Linked DNA regions of Pan troglodytes: regions 1 and 2 are each linked to region 3. A link is a contact called in public Hi-C and HiChIP or PLAC-seq data. All regions are on one chromosome and are shown on one strand. The core of a region is the stretch at or near the end of the contact, and the rest is flanking DNA. Distances in the headings are between cores, read along the strand shown. Region 1 holds the start of IL17D (interleukin 17D). Region 2 overlaps CRYL1 (crystallin lambda 1). Region 3 holds the start of GJB2 (gap junction protein beta 2).

Region 1 (3,991 bases), core at 421-2,920, 510 kb before region 3:
TCACATCGATGCCCACCCCACAGGCAAACACTTCGCCTACGCCCCCCCCCACCGCCCCCGCTCGCCTTGTGGCTCTCCCCATTTTCCAAGCGCTTTGTTCCCGCTTGCTATCAGCTGTCCCTTCCCTCAGCACTGCCTTTGTAGGCGACTTGCTCTCCTCCATCAAGATTCAGCTCTTTCACGAAGCCTTTCTTGACCTCTGTGGCCCTGGGAGGCCTTGCCCCCTAGGGCAGCTCCTCCTGCTCCAGCTAGAGGGAAGACGGTCACAGGTGCTTGCTGAGGACACTGCGGCACCCTGCCTACACGCCCCCAACTTCTCCAGCCTTCCCCTTCTGCAGGCTGTCCCTTTCTTCTGAAATGACCTCTGTTCCAAGACCAAAATACTCTCGAAACTGTTCATGTCACTTCATGCACTGCCTGATGGTGTGGTTTCTTTCCCAATTATCCCCACTCCTTCCTTAGGCTATTAAACTAGAGGGGCTCAGAGGGCGCTTCCCAGGGCTCCACTCCAGCAGCCTCTGGACCACAGGGGCACTCAGGAAATATGTGGATAGTACCGCGCACCCCCCAGCAGCACCTCCCCGGGCCCCCTGTGCAGAGTACGGTCCACATCACTGTGTCCACATCACGGAAGGGTCCCCGGCTAGTGCCTTGCGGACCCATCCAACCTGGAGGAGATGAGGTGTTCAAGAGATATGTGTTGCATAGGAAATACTGGAGGGTAAAGAGGGGAAGCAGGACTCCTTCAAGGGAGGTGGTGGGGGTGGGCCTTCGCGGTTTAGGAATTGCCCCCCGGTGCTCCAACTGCCCCGCCCCACCCCGCCTCATCGCAGCGCCCCCCGCACCCCACCCCACCCTACCGTACCCTACCCTGTCTCGCCCCGCACCACCCCACCCCTACCTGCTCCGCCTTGCCCCGCGTGCCACGCCCCCTCCGCGTCGCCCCGCCCCAACCACCTCCCCTTCCCCGCCCCACCCTCCCCGCCTGCCCGGCCTCGGCCCGGCCCCACCCACTCTCCCCGCCCAGCCCTGCCCTCCCCACCTGCCCGGCCCCGCCAGGACGCGCCCGCGGCTCACCTGTAGGCCCAGGGCGACACGCTGCGCAGGTTGGTGGGCGGCCGGAAGCGGCGGTCGGCGGGCCTGCCCCCTGCCGGGCAGCTCGCGTTGCGCGCCTGCTCACGCGGCCCCAGCTGCAGCGTGTGGTGGAAGGCGCTGAGCACGCCGGCCGCCAGGCGCCCGTACAGCTGCTCCAGTAGCTCCTCTGGCCGGTCCGCGCAGCCCCGCGGCCGCGCCGGGCGCCTGCCCGCCCTCGGGGCGCCCGCGGCCCAGCTCGGCGGCAGCGCCAGCAGGAAGCCGGCTACCAGCATCCAGACCTGAGGGACAGGCCACGCTCAGCGTCCGAGCGCGCCGGAGGAGCCCGCCTGCGCCCCGCGCCCGTGTCCCGCCCGCGGCGCCCGGAGCCGGCGGGCGCCTCCCCTCGCCCCGCGGAGCCAGAGGCCGGCCCGGAGGATGGGAGCCGCGCGGGCGGGCCCCAGAGCGCCCTCCCCGCCTGCCCGCCGCCCGCGGGGTCCCCGGGGCCCAGCCCGGCGCCGGCCCGCGCGCCCCCGGCCCCCGCCGCCGCCGCCGCCCCGAGCCGGGGGCCGCACGGGGGGCGGGTGCGGGGCGCGCGTGCACGTGTGCGTGTGCCTGCCGGGTTGCTGCGCCGCGGGCTGCGAGTGCTTGTGACCCGCCGCACCCTCACCCCCGGGCGCGCCATCCCTGCGCCGCCGCCAGCGAGGGAGCCCCGGAGCCAGAGACGCCCTGACCCGCCGCCTCGCAGATCCACCCTTGCCCCTGCGCCTCGTCATCCGCCCTCCCCAGCCAGCCCGCGCAGGGTCCGCGGCACGCTTTTCCGCGAGAAGCCCCCTGTGGTCTTTCCTCGTACCCGGGGACTCGGACCGAGAAGCCGACTGAGCGAGGTCGCCGCCCGGCCTCACGGACACAGAGCGACTCTGCACCTTTCGCCTCCAGGAGCTGAAAACATTTTGTCACTTGTGCAGTGTACTCACCAGTGCCCCCAACATCTTCTCCCCCGAAAGCGCTTTCAGATTCGCGCCGAGATGCGGCGACGCGGCGGCTCTTGAGCGGAATAAGCCGAAGGGCGACGCAAAGTGGGGCTTCCAGCCTCGAGCATGCGGCGGGGCGCCCAGGGCCTGGGGTCGCGCGCTCAGGGCCTGTGCTGCGCCACGCAGGAGGAGGAGAGGGCTGGCCCTGCCGGGCGCGGGTGCGGGCCCGACTGGCTGAAGGAGGAGTGGGGACTGGCCTGGAAGTCTCCGGAGCAGAAAAGTGGGGCCGACAGGATGGAGTTGGGGGAGGCCGATTTTGGCTCAGAGAGATTTCTCTATTAAGGAAAGCAGTCCAAGAATAGGCCCCCTGGAAGAGGAATGCGCTCAAACCCAGAGGGATTCTCCTTAGAGCTACCTCTTGAGATTCTGTACTTCGAGGAAATTAGAGATTTTTTTAAATCTCTATTTTTAATAAGGTGGGAGGAGGCTGTTGCTCCTTTCTCCTCAACAACATGAAATGATCCTGTGCCTCTATCCAACAACTCTACAACAAAGCACTGAATACTTCCCTGACTGGCACTTTCATGGCTGTTCATGGGCATCTCTTGGTCTATGACGACGATGTTGGAGAGTTCCTACTCCGTGATAACTCAGTTCTAAGTGCAAGCAGTCACGTGAAATGAGCCTGATAGTCTGCGAATGAAGAAACTAAAACGAACTATATTATATACTTCATAACACAAGACAACGTGCTCGTTTGTTCATTCTGCAAGTAAATGCTTAATGCTTCCTAGGTGGCAGGCTAATGAATATGATCATTTTAAAGCAGTCATGCTTTGAAAATAAACAACCCATCCCAGCTGTAAGCTTTTTGAAAGTGTACAAAATATGTAATTGATGACTCCCTAAATGGTTTGCAGCTTTGGTATTTGACTGAATTGTAAACCATTAGTTAAACTACATTTCAGTTATGCTTTGTAGGAAAAACACTTTCCTATGCATTGAATGTTCTATAACTAAGGAGCTTAGTGTAATCTACTGCTAAAAATCTCACTGAAATCTCCAGTTTAAGCGATTTAAGCAATTTACAGCTCTTGGCAAATATTTGTTTTGGGTTATAAAACACTTTTTCTCTGACTAGTAAATTGTTCATGTTCTTTGTTTCCAGTAAAATGGGAATAAAGGTTTCAGTACTCAAATACTGCTTATTTTTTATTGGAAAAAAGGAAGCGTGGGAGGCTTTTAAGAGAGTATCATTATGAGAGTTTCATAGAAATACTCAGTCTGTCTCATTTCAGCATCCATTCCTATATGAGGTGACATGGTACCAGACTTAGTTCTGTATGTTATTCAACAAAGTATTTTCCACTGTCTGGTAACATGGCAGCTTCTCTCTTCCTCACCACCCCCCCGGATTACCTTGGAAGTGGGAAGGAAAATATTTACTTTCCAGCAGTTTTCATTTTGTGAAAGATCACAAATGACTGAAAATGCTCACCTATTTGGCAGAACAAAGTTGATATTTGTGAGACTAATCAGTTGAGAAAAAGTCTTATAAATAGGTGCAAATGTTTATGAGTTCCCCTCAAATTTCAACATATTTGTGAAGATGCAAAATAAGCATGTTAATAAGTTCAAACCTAAGACATACAAGTGAAAAAAAGGGAACAACATACTCAAAAGCAGGCTCATCGTGTTCCCTTAAAACCAACATATCTGTAATGTGGCCACGCAAGCTTCATTTGAAGCCTCTCCAGTCCCTCATCCCCTGGTTTACTCAGCACACCCAATACCAGCACAGCTGCAAGACTGCTTAGCATGGGGCAAGCTGTTGGGGAAAATCTTTTAAATCATCCTTAGGCACCGTAACTCCAAAAGCCGGTGTGTGGTTGGCTCCTTCCATACTAATAATCTTGGGTTACTGATGTTCGTATCTACCCAAACCT
Region 2 (3,767 bases), core at 905-3,404, 290 kb before region 3:
TTGTGTGTATTTATATGTTTCCACTTCGCCCCTGTTTATTTTCTCTCTTTCTAATACATTTGAGATTATACTGTAAATAGAATTTTGCATCATGGTTTTTATTTAAAACTTAGAACATTTCCTGCTGTACGATTTGCTTAGGGCTGTATCAGAGAGAAGTGGCACAATCTTGGCTCACTGCAACCTCTGCCTCCTGGGTTCAAGCGATTATCGTGCCTCAGCCTCCCAATTAGCTGGGATTACACACATCTACCACTACACCCAGCTGATTTTTGTATTTTTAGTAGAAACAGGGTTTCACCATGTTGGCCACGCTGGTCTCGAACTCCTGACCTCAAGTGAGACATATAATTTTTAGACTTAAAAAACTGTGATAGTCACCATTTGATGGCAAACCTGAAAGAAGCCTCCGTCTAAGAATTCCATTAAAGCTGAGGTTCCCAAAGTCCGCAGCCTCTGCCGGGCTGCAACCACTCATCTGCTGGCAACCACTCACCCGCCCTGTGGTGCTGCCTCATCTCAGGGTCCACAGACTTTTTGCCAGTGGCACCCTCTTAGCAGCTCTCACAGCTCCTTTTTCTGATTTATACAAGGGAAGGTTCTCAGTGTAGAAAAATCAATCTAGGCTACTTGGAGACAGTTTTCTTTTTTTAAAAAAAATTAATTGCTGTATTTTGGCCAGGCGCGGTGGCTCACGCCTGTAATCCCAGCACTTTGGGAGGCCGAGGCAGGCAGATCACGAGGTCAGGAGATGGAGACCATCCTGGCTAACACGGTGAAATGCTGTCTCTACTAAAAATACAAAAAATTAGCCAGGTGTGGTGGCGGGCACCTGTAGTCCCAGCTACCCGGGAGGCTGAGGCAGGGGAATCACTTGAACCTGGGAGGCGGAGGTTGCAGCAAGCCAAGATCGCGCCACTGCACTCCAGCCTGGCGACAGAGAGAGAAGAGGGCTGGATGTGGTGGCTCATGCCTGCGATCCCAGAACATGGGGAGGCCACAGCGGGTGGATTGCTTGAGCTCAGGAGTTCGAGACCAGCCTGATCAACATGGTGAAACCCCGTCTCTACCAAAAATACAAAAAATTAGCATGGCATGGTGGTGCATGCCTGTGGTCCCAGCTGCTTGGGAGGCTGAGGTGGGAGGATCACTTGAGCCCAGGAGGTGGAGGTTGCAGTAAGCTGAGATTCCGCCACTGTACTCCAGCCTGGGTGATAGAGTGAGACCCTGTCTCAAAAACAAACAAACAGACAAACCAAAATAAAAGACTGTACAGAGCTCTTTTAGAATGATGATGTGGTATGTTACAGTCCAAGTGAGAAAGTTGACTTCATGTTGATGATATGGTCAGTCTAGATGGCGTGAACCCAGGAGGCGGAGCTTGCAGTGAGCCGAGATCGCACCACTGCACTCCAGCCTGCGCGACAGAGCGAGACTCCGTCTTAAAAAAATAGTAATAAATAAAAAATTACTTGCTGTATCTTAATTGTACATATTTGGGATTCATGTGTGATTGATTTGTGTGTTCAGTGTGTCATGGTAAAATCCCGGTGTATTAGGATATCCAGAACCTCACACGTTTATCTTTTATTGTGTTGGGAACACTATAAATCTTCTATTTTGAAATATATAACATTATTAACTCTAATTTCCCTACTGTATTATTGAATGCTAGAACTTACTCCTTCTAGCGAACTGTATTTTGTACTCATTAACCAGCTTCTCTTCATCCCTCCTTCCCCTTCCTGGTAACTGCCGGCTGCGGGTGTCCACCATTCTACTCTCTACCTCCACGAGACCCACTGCTTTAGCTCCCCTACATGAGTGAGAACATGGGATCTTCGCCTTTCTGTGCCTGGCTTACTTCGCTTAATATAATGATCTCCAATGCCATCTATGTTGCTACAGTTTTCTTATAAAATATGTTGCTGTGGTTTTCTTATAAAAAGAAAATTATTACTATTTAGGGAATTGTTCACAAGCAGGAGGCAGAGTTTGAGGAGACGCGTGTGTGCGTGCGCGCGCGCGCACACACACACACAGACTGCTTGCCACAATGCTTCAACTAAAAATAATCCCACTGTCGGATCTGCCCAGCCCCAGGGGGCGAAGCCCAGTAATGGGAGTGTGGTTTTCCCCAGTGGATTGTTTTCTACCCAACCCTAGAGGGCGGGGAGCCTGGGTCAGGACGTTTCCTAATACTCTGCTGAAATCCGGGAGCATGCAAGAAAGAAACCTGAATTTCTAGAACTTAGTGCAATTTTGAAATCAAATCTTGCCTGGCAAGAAAACCTACTGTTCTGGAAAAATAAGTTTACTCTGAAAAGCTGGTCTCAAGCCTTGACTTTTAAAGCACATTAAAGCTCATTAGCCACTATGTCGAGGCCTTATCTAATCTCTGGAACTTAAAACTGGAGATCACAGTAGCTGGTGGGAGCCATGGGAATGATTTATAGAGTTACGAAGTTTAAATGGGGTTTCCTTAAACAAAGTCAGAACAATAGCTGAAATCGAGAAGTTAAATGGATATTGTCTATGTAGATGATCAGAATTTGCATCTCAACTATACCTTTAAAATGGAGAGAATGCTAATCATTTTGAAAAGGACCTTCAGACACTGTCAGTAATTACAGGAAGTAGCGTTCTTTTGGAAATTTATTTGTTTTCTTAAAGGATAGAAGCTTGTTGGACTTTCAGTCTTGGTTCACTGAGACTCAGAATATTCCTTCTTTTGGTAGAGATGGGTGTGGGGGTGGGGGGTTCAGGCAGCATTGGACACATGAGATGGCCAGCCCTGAGAATATTCGGGAATGTGCGAGGAAACTGGAGTTACACTTTTTCTGTTGTATGTGTTTTTTCTTTTTCCTTTTGAGATGGAGTCGCACTTTGTCACCCAGGCTGGAGTGCAGTGGTGCGATCTTGATTCACTGCAACCTCTGCTTCCCGGGTTAAAGCAATTCTCCTACCTCAGCCTCCCAAGTAGCTGGGATTATAGGCGCCCACCACCACGCCGGGCTAAGTTTTGTATTTTTAGTAGAGACGGGGTTTCATCATGTTGGCCAGGCTGGTCTTGAACTCCTGACCTCAGGTGATCTGCCCGCTTCGGCCTCCCAAAGTGCTGGAATTATAGGAGTGAGCCACCACGCACGGCCATACGTGTTTTTTTCTTTACAAATTGTAAAATCAGGTTTACAAAGATATAATTTCCATACAAGAAAATTCACTCGTTTCAGCGTTCAGTGCTATGTGTCTGACAGATGCGTACAGTCACGTATGAAACCAGCTTCACAGCCGGGGTTCAGAGCATAGAGCCTCTCCTTCCCTTTGCAGCTAATTTCCTCCCACCGTTCCCCAGGCCTTGCCCACCACTGATCTGTTCTTTGTCCCTATAGTTTGGCCTTCTCCAGAATGTTATGTAAAATGGAATCATACATGATGCAGCCTTTTGAGTTTGGTTTCTTTCACAGAGTAAAATGAATTTGACGTGGCTTGTGTGGTTGTGTTGATTGGTAATTTGTTGCTGAGTGGTATGACATTGCTAAGGTGCGTGGGACTCTGGATGGACTGGGGCAAGCCCACCTCACACACTCACGAGATCATCTGGAAGCACGAGCCTTCAGTTTTCACTTGCGAAGTGTGAAAACATTCTGTCCTAATGTTCTACTAGCTTCCTGCCACAGCCCTTACTTTTCTGATGGCTTGCTCTTGCTTTATTCAAATAGTGTGCTTACAGAACTGGGCACGAGGTCTTATTTCTGTGAAGCTGT
Region 3 (3,935 bases), core at 232-2,731:
CTCAGCACATCTCTCAGATGGGTCATGCAAGGCTTTTCGCAGCTCTTGGGGCTTTGCCTCTTCATGAGCAGACACTCCCTCTTAGACTAAGACCTGGAGCTGGAAAGTAGGTGGTAACCGCGGTACAAAACTCACGCTCGTCCCTGCAGAAACTGCCTAGGTCGGCCCATGGCCACGGGGCGCCAGTTTTTCAAGGAAAAGTCAATGCTAATAATGGTGGCAATCACGGGAAATCCATTCTGAGGCCAGATCTGACTTGTCAGGATTAATCATCATTTCCACTTAACTTCGAACTGACCTGGGTAAAAACGTGAGCGCGAGGGGACCAGGCTGCACCTCTGACCTGGCTCCCCTCTGCAAAAATCGCGAAGTGGGTGCCCGAGGTGGGGCGGGGGTTGGGGGAGACCTCCCCGGGAGTCCCCACCCAGCCTGCTCTGCACATCTTAGTCCCTCATCCGCTTGCGCTGTGCAAATCTGTCTTCTGTCATTTTTATCTCAAGACATCAAAATCCCCAACCAAATGCAAATACTGAGACCTCATAATCTGAGACAAAGCTTCGCGGTATCCAGAAAGCCCCCAGCAGGTGTGCAGTGCAGAGCCAGCCGCCCAGCGGTCTGCCGCAGAATCCTATCAGTTTCCCCCTTTCGTGCTGTGTGCATCGAGCAGGAAGGGGCTTGGCAGATTTTACCTGCCCTCTTTCATTTCTGAAAAGTCTGGGCCTTCTCACCCCGAAAGGAGTCACCTCCTTGCAGTTCCCCAGTTGCGAAAAGAGGAGGAAGTTGGCTGGGCCGAGGGCCGCGGGGGGCACCCTCCGCAGATGGCGGGACCCCCCTGCCCGCCATGGCAAAAGCGAGGCTTGTCTCTCCCACCGCCCCCAACCTTAGTCCTTGGCACCTTGTTGAAAGTAATTGAATAAAATCGGAAATTCGAGAAAGCGTTCGTTTGGATTGGTGAGATTTTGAGGGGAGAAAGAAGCGGGGACTTCGCCGGCACCAGCGGCGCCCCCTCCTCGGCCACCGTTAACCCCCATTCCAGAGGGCACTGCCCCGCCACCCAGCCTAGGTCCCCCTGCGAGAGCCTCGCGGGCCCGCGCAGCCTCCGCGACTCGAACAGATCTTCAGTCCTTGGAGGAATGCCTGTTTCTCTGACAATAAAAAATTAAAGAAGCGCTTATAAATGCCAAGTCCTCTCGCACTATGCGGAGTACAGAGGACAACGACCACAGCCATCCCTGAACCCCGCCCACCGCACAGCGACGGAGCCGGGGCCTGGGGCGCCGCTTCCTGGGGGGTCCCGACGCTCAGCCGCCCCCGCTCCACCCGGGCCGCCAAGGGGCTGGGGGAGGCGGCGCTCGGGGTAACCGGGGGGAGACTCAGGGCGCTGGGGGCACTTGGGGAACTCATGGGGGCTCAAAGGAACTAGGAGATCGGGGCCTCGAAGGGGACTTGGGGGGTTCGGGGCTTTCGGGGGCGGTCGGGGGTTCGCGGACCCGGGAAGCTCTGAGGACCCAGAGGCCGGGCGCGCTCCGCCCGCGGCGCCGCCCCCTCCGTAACTTTCCCAGTCTCCGGGGGAAGAGGCGGGGTGTGGGGTGCGGTTAAAAGGCGCCACGGCGGGAGACAGGTGTTGCGGCCCCGCAGCGCCCGCGCGCTCCTCTCCCCGACTCGGAGCCCCTCGGCGGCGCCCGGCCCAGGACCCGCCTAGGAGCGCAGGAGCCCCAGCGCAGAGACCCCAACGCCGAGACCCCCGCCCCGGCCCCGCCGCGCGCTGCCTCCCGACGCAGGTGAGCCCGCCGGCCCCGGACTGCCCGGCCAGGAACCTGGCGCGGGGAGGGACCGCGAGACCCAGAGCGGTTGCCCGGCCGCGTGGGTCTCGGGCAACCGGGGGGCTGGACCAACACACGTCCTTGGGCCGGGGGGCGGGGGCCGCCTTCTGGAGCGGGCGTTTCTGCGGCCGAGCTCCGGAGCTGGAATGGGGCGGCCGGGGAAGTGGACGCGATGGCACCGCCCGGGGTGGGAGTGGGGCCGGGCGCGCGCGGGAGGGGAAAAAGGCGGGGGCGAGACGCCAGCGCGAGGTTTGTGGTGTCGCCGATGTCCCTTCGGGGTACTCTAGCGCAGCCGCCTGGCTACTTGACCCACTGCCACCAAACGTTTTAAATTGACCGAAAGCTTAGCTTCGAAGCAAAGCTCCGTTTCGCCGGTGAAGCAGGAAGCCTTCGCTGCAGGAACTGACCTTTACCTCTTGGAGCGGCTTCTGCAGAAAAATCCCCGGGCAGAGATTTGGGCGGAGTTTGCCTAGAACTAACGCGGAGCCAGCCGACCCCGGCCTACCCCGGGGCCAAGATTTCAGTGGCTTCCCTTTTTCCTAAACACTTCACGAGGGTTTGTTTCCGGGCTGTGCTACCCGGCTAGAAGGAAAATTTTTAGGACCCTTGTTCGCGAAGAGGTGGTGTGCGGCTGAGACCCGCGTCCTCAGGACGGTTCCATCAGTGCCTCGATCCTGCCCCACTGGAGGAGGAAGGCAGCCCGAACAGCGCTCACCTAACTAACAGCTGCTGAGAGCTGGGTTCCGTGGCCATGCACCTGGGACTGCCTTGAGAAGCGTGGTACGGCCGTGTCCCCATGTGACCTTAGAGTCCCTTTCGAAACTGCTGTGCACAGTCGGTCACAATTTCAGACACTGGTGAGAAGGGTGGAGGAACCCTCTGGGGACAGCCAGGCAAGGTCGACCACCCATCACCTAAGGGTGGAGAAATTTAAGGGGTGAAGAGTCCCTTTTGCCTTTTCTGGATCCTGGTGATCCACCTAGTGTCTTCCCTAAGGAACTGAACCAACTCCTCCGCTGGCCTCTGGCAGCTCTCCAGGCGGTGCAGGGTGGCGTGGGCCCGGTAGGAAGCTGCGTGTAACCGCCCAGGGTCGGGAGGCCAGGAGGGCAGCTCCTCCTCTGACTTGAATATTGAAAACAACTTCGTCCTGCTTCTGAGCCCCTCTTAACCCATGACCCCCTAGCCCATTGGGGAGTAAATCTTAATTTACTCTTCTTCCTGAAAAAGGATCTTTAAAACAGGTAGCTTCAACTCAAGCTTTATAAAATAACAATATAAGGTTTCTTGGAACTGTATTTTTCTCAGCTGATGGTAACTGGACAGGTCTGTAGAAGGGTGTATGACCTGGGTTTGGCAGGTGGAAGAGGGCAAAGGATAAACCCCTCTTCCTGCAGCCCCATATTCTTGGCCAGGTGTATTGTTGTAAACCAGGAGAGAGTTTACTTCGGGGAGTATCCTGTTTTCCACTCAATGAGGGCCAATGAAGAATGTCTAATTCCATAAGATGCTTTTGTTAAAATCGGAATGTTGCTGTCCTCGGTGGTTCTGCTGTTGGGACGGGACTGGCCTGAGCTGTGGGTGCTTTAGCAGGACAACCAGCTCACCTAACGGCCTCCCAGTCTGGATTATCAATGGGTCAGCGCTGAACCTGGGCTAAAATATTGTTTTTTCCAATGATGTTGTCTTTCCCAAGCTCAGTGAGGCTAAATGTTTCACGGGCCTATGTCAATCTGGTGTAACTTTCGTGGCCACCTCTCTCCTGTTAGCCTCTGACCAAGGTGTCACTGGATGGTTTCTGCCTGACCTTGGTGCCCCGTGGCAGCAACTGTGGGTCATGAAAGACATTCACTACGAGCCTGCTTCTGGAGTCCATCAGAAAATGGGATGCAACTTGCCTAAAATGAGGAGAGTAGGATGCTTTTAAGAAAAAGAAGGAGGAGGATTCACTACCAGCTCTGAAGGGTGGAAAAGAGATGATTCATCCGGACTGTGGAGAGGGTGGAATCTTGTTTAGGAGAGCGTTGGTTGTGGCAGGCAGGGTGTAACTATGAATCAGTGAAGACAGTTCACATCCTGGGATGAAAAGAAGGCCATGGGCTCACGGGAGATTAT

What was found. A called contact is a pair of places that touch in the nucleus more often than the background predicts. HiChIP or PLAC-seq counts read pairs in DNA pulled down with a chosen protein or histone mark.
Region 1: a contact with region 3 is called in an H3K4me3 HiChIP or PLAC-seq map of stem cell-derived excitatory neurons, with 7 times the contacts expected there. The contact joins the promoter of IL17D here to the promoter of GJB2 in region 3. A contact is called at or near these places in 1 of 7 Hi-C or Micro-C datasets (stem cell-derived neural progenitor cells) and 1 of 1 datasets of contacts at active chromatin or transcription factors (stem cell-derived excitatory neurons).
Region 2: a contact with region 3 is called in a Hi-C map of induced pluripotent stem cells, with 2.2 times the contacts expected there. The contact joins the enhancer-like site here to the promoter of GJB2 in region 3. A contact is called at or near these places in 6 of 7 Hi-C or Micro-C datasets (blood, induced pluripotent stem cells, a lymphoblastoid cell line and 2 more), 1 of 1 datasets of contacts at active chromatin or transcription factors (stem cell-derived excitatory neurons) and 1 of 1 other capture datasets (stem cell-derived neural stem cells).

The regions. Positions count from the first base shown.
Region 1 is chr14:19,911,045-19,915,035 of NHGRI_mPanTro3-v2.0_pri, reverse strand. IL17D (interleukin 17D) reads right to left here and starts at 1,670. Exons shown (of 2, transcript XM_016925024.4): 1 at 1,078-1,670. The coding sequence starts at 1,367.
Region 2 is chr14:19,690,363-19,694,129 of NHGRI_mPanTro3-v2.0_pri, reverse strand. All of the region lies in intron 3 of CRYL1 (crystallin lambda 1), which reads left to right. Among named protein-coding and RNA genes, the nearest start is that of CRYL1, 43 kb to the left of the region's middle. Within about 2 kb of position 2,154, at least 1 of the 24 cell types and tissues checked has an H3K27ac peak or open chromatin away from gene starts, as enhancers often do. A contact at or near this core is called in induced pluripotent stem cells, where this site is marked.
Region 3 is chr14:19,401,885-19,405,819 of NHGRI_mPanTro3-v2.0_pri, reverse strand. It overlaps GJB2 (gap junction protein beta 2), which reads left to right and starts at 1,481. Exons shown (of 2, transcript NM_001279917.1): 1 at 1,481-1,781.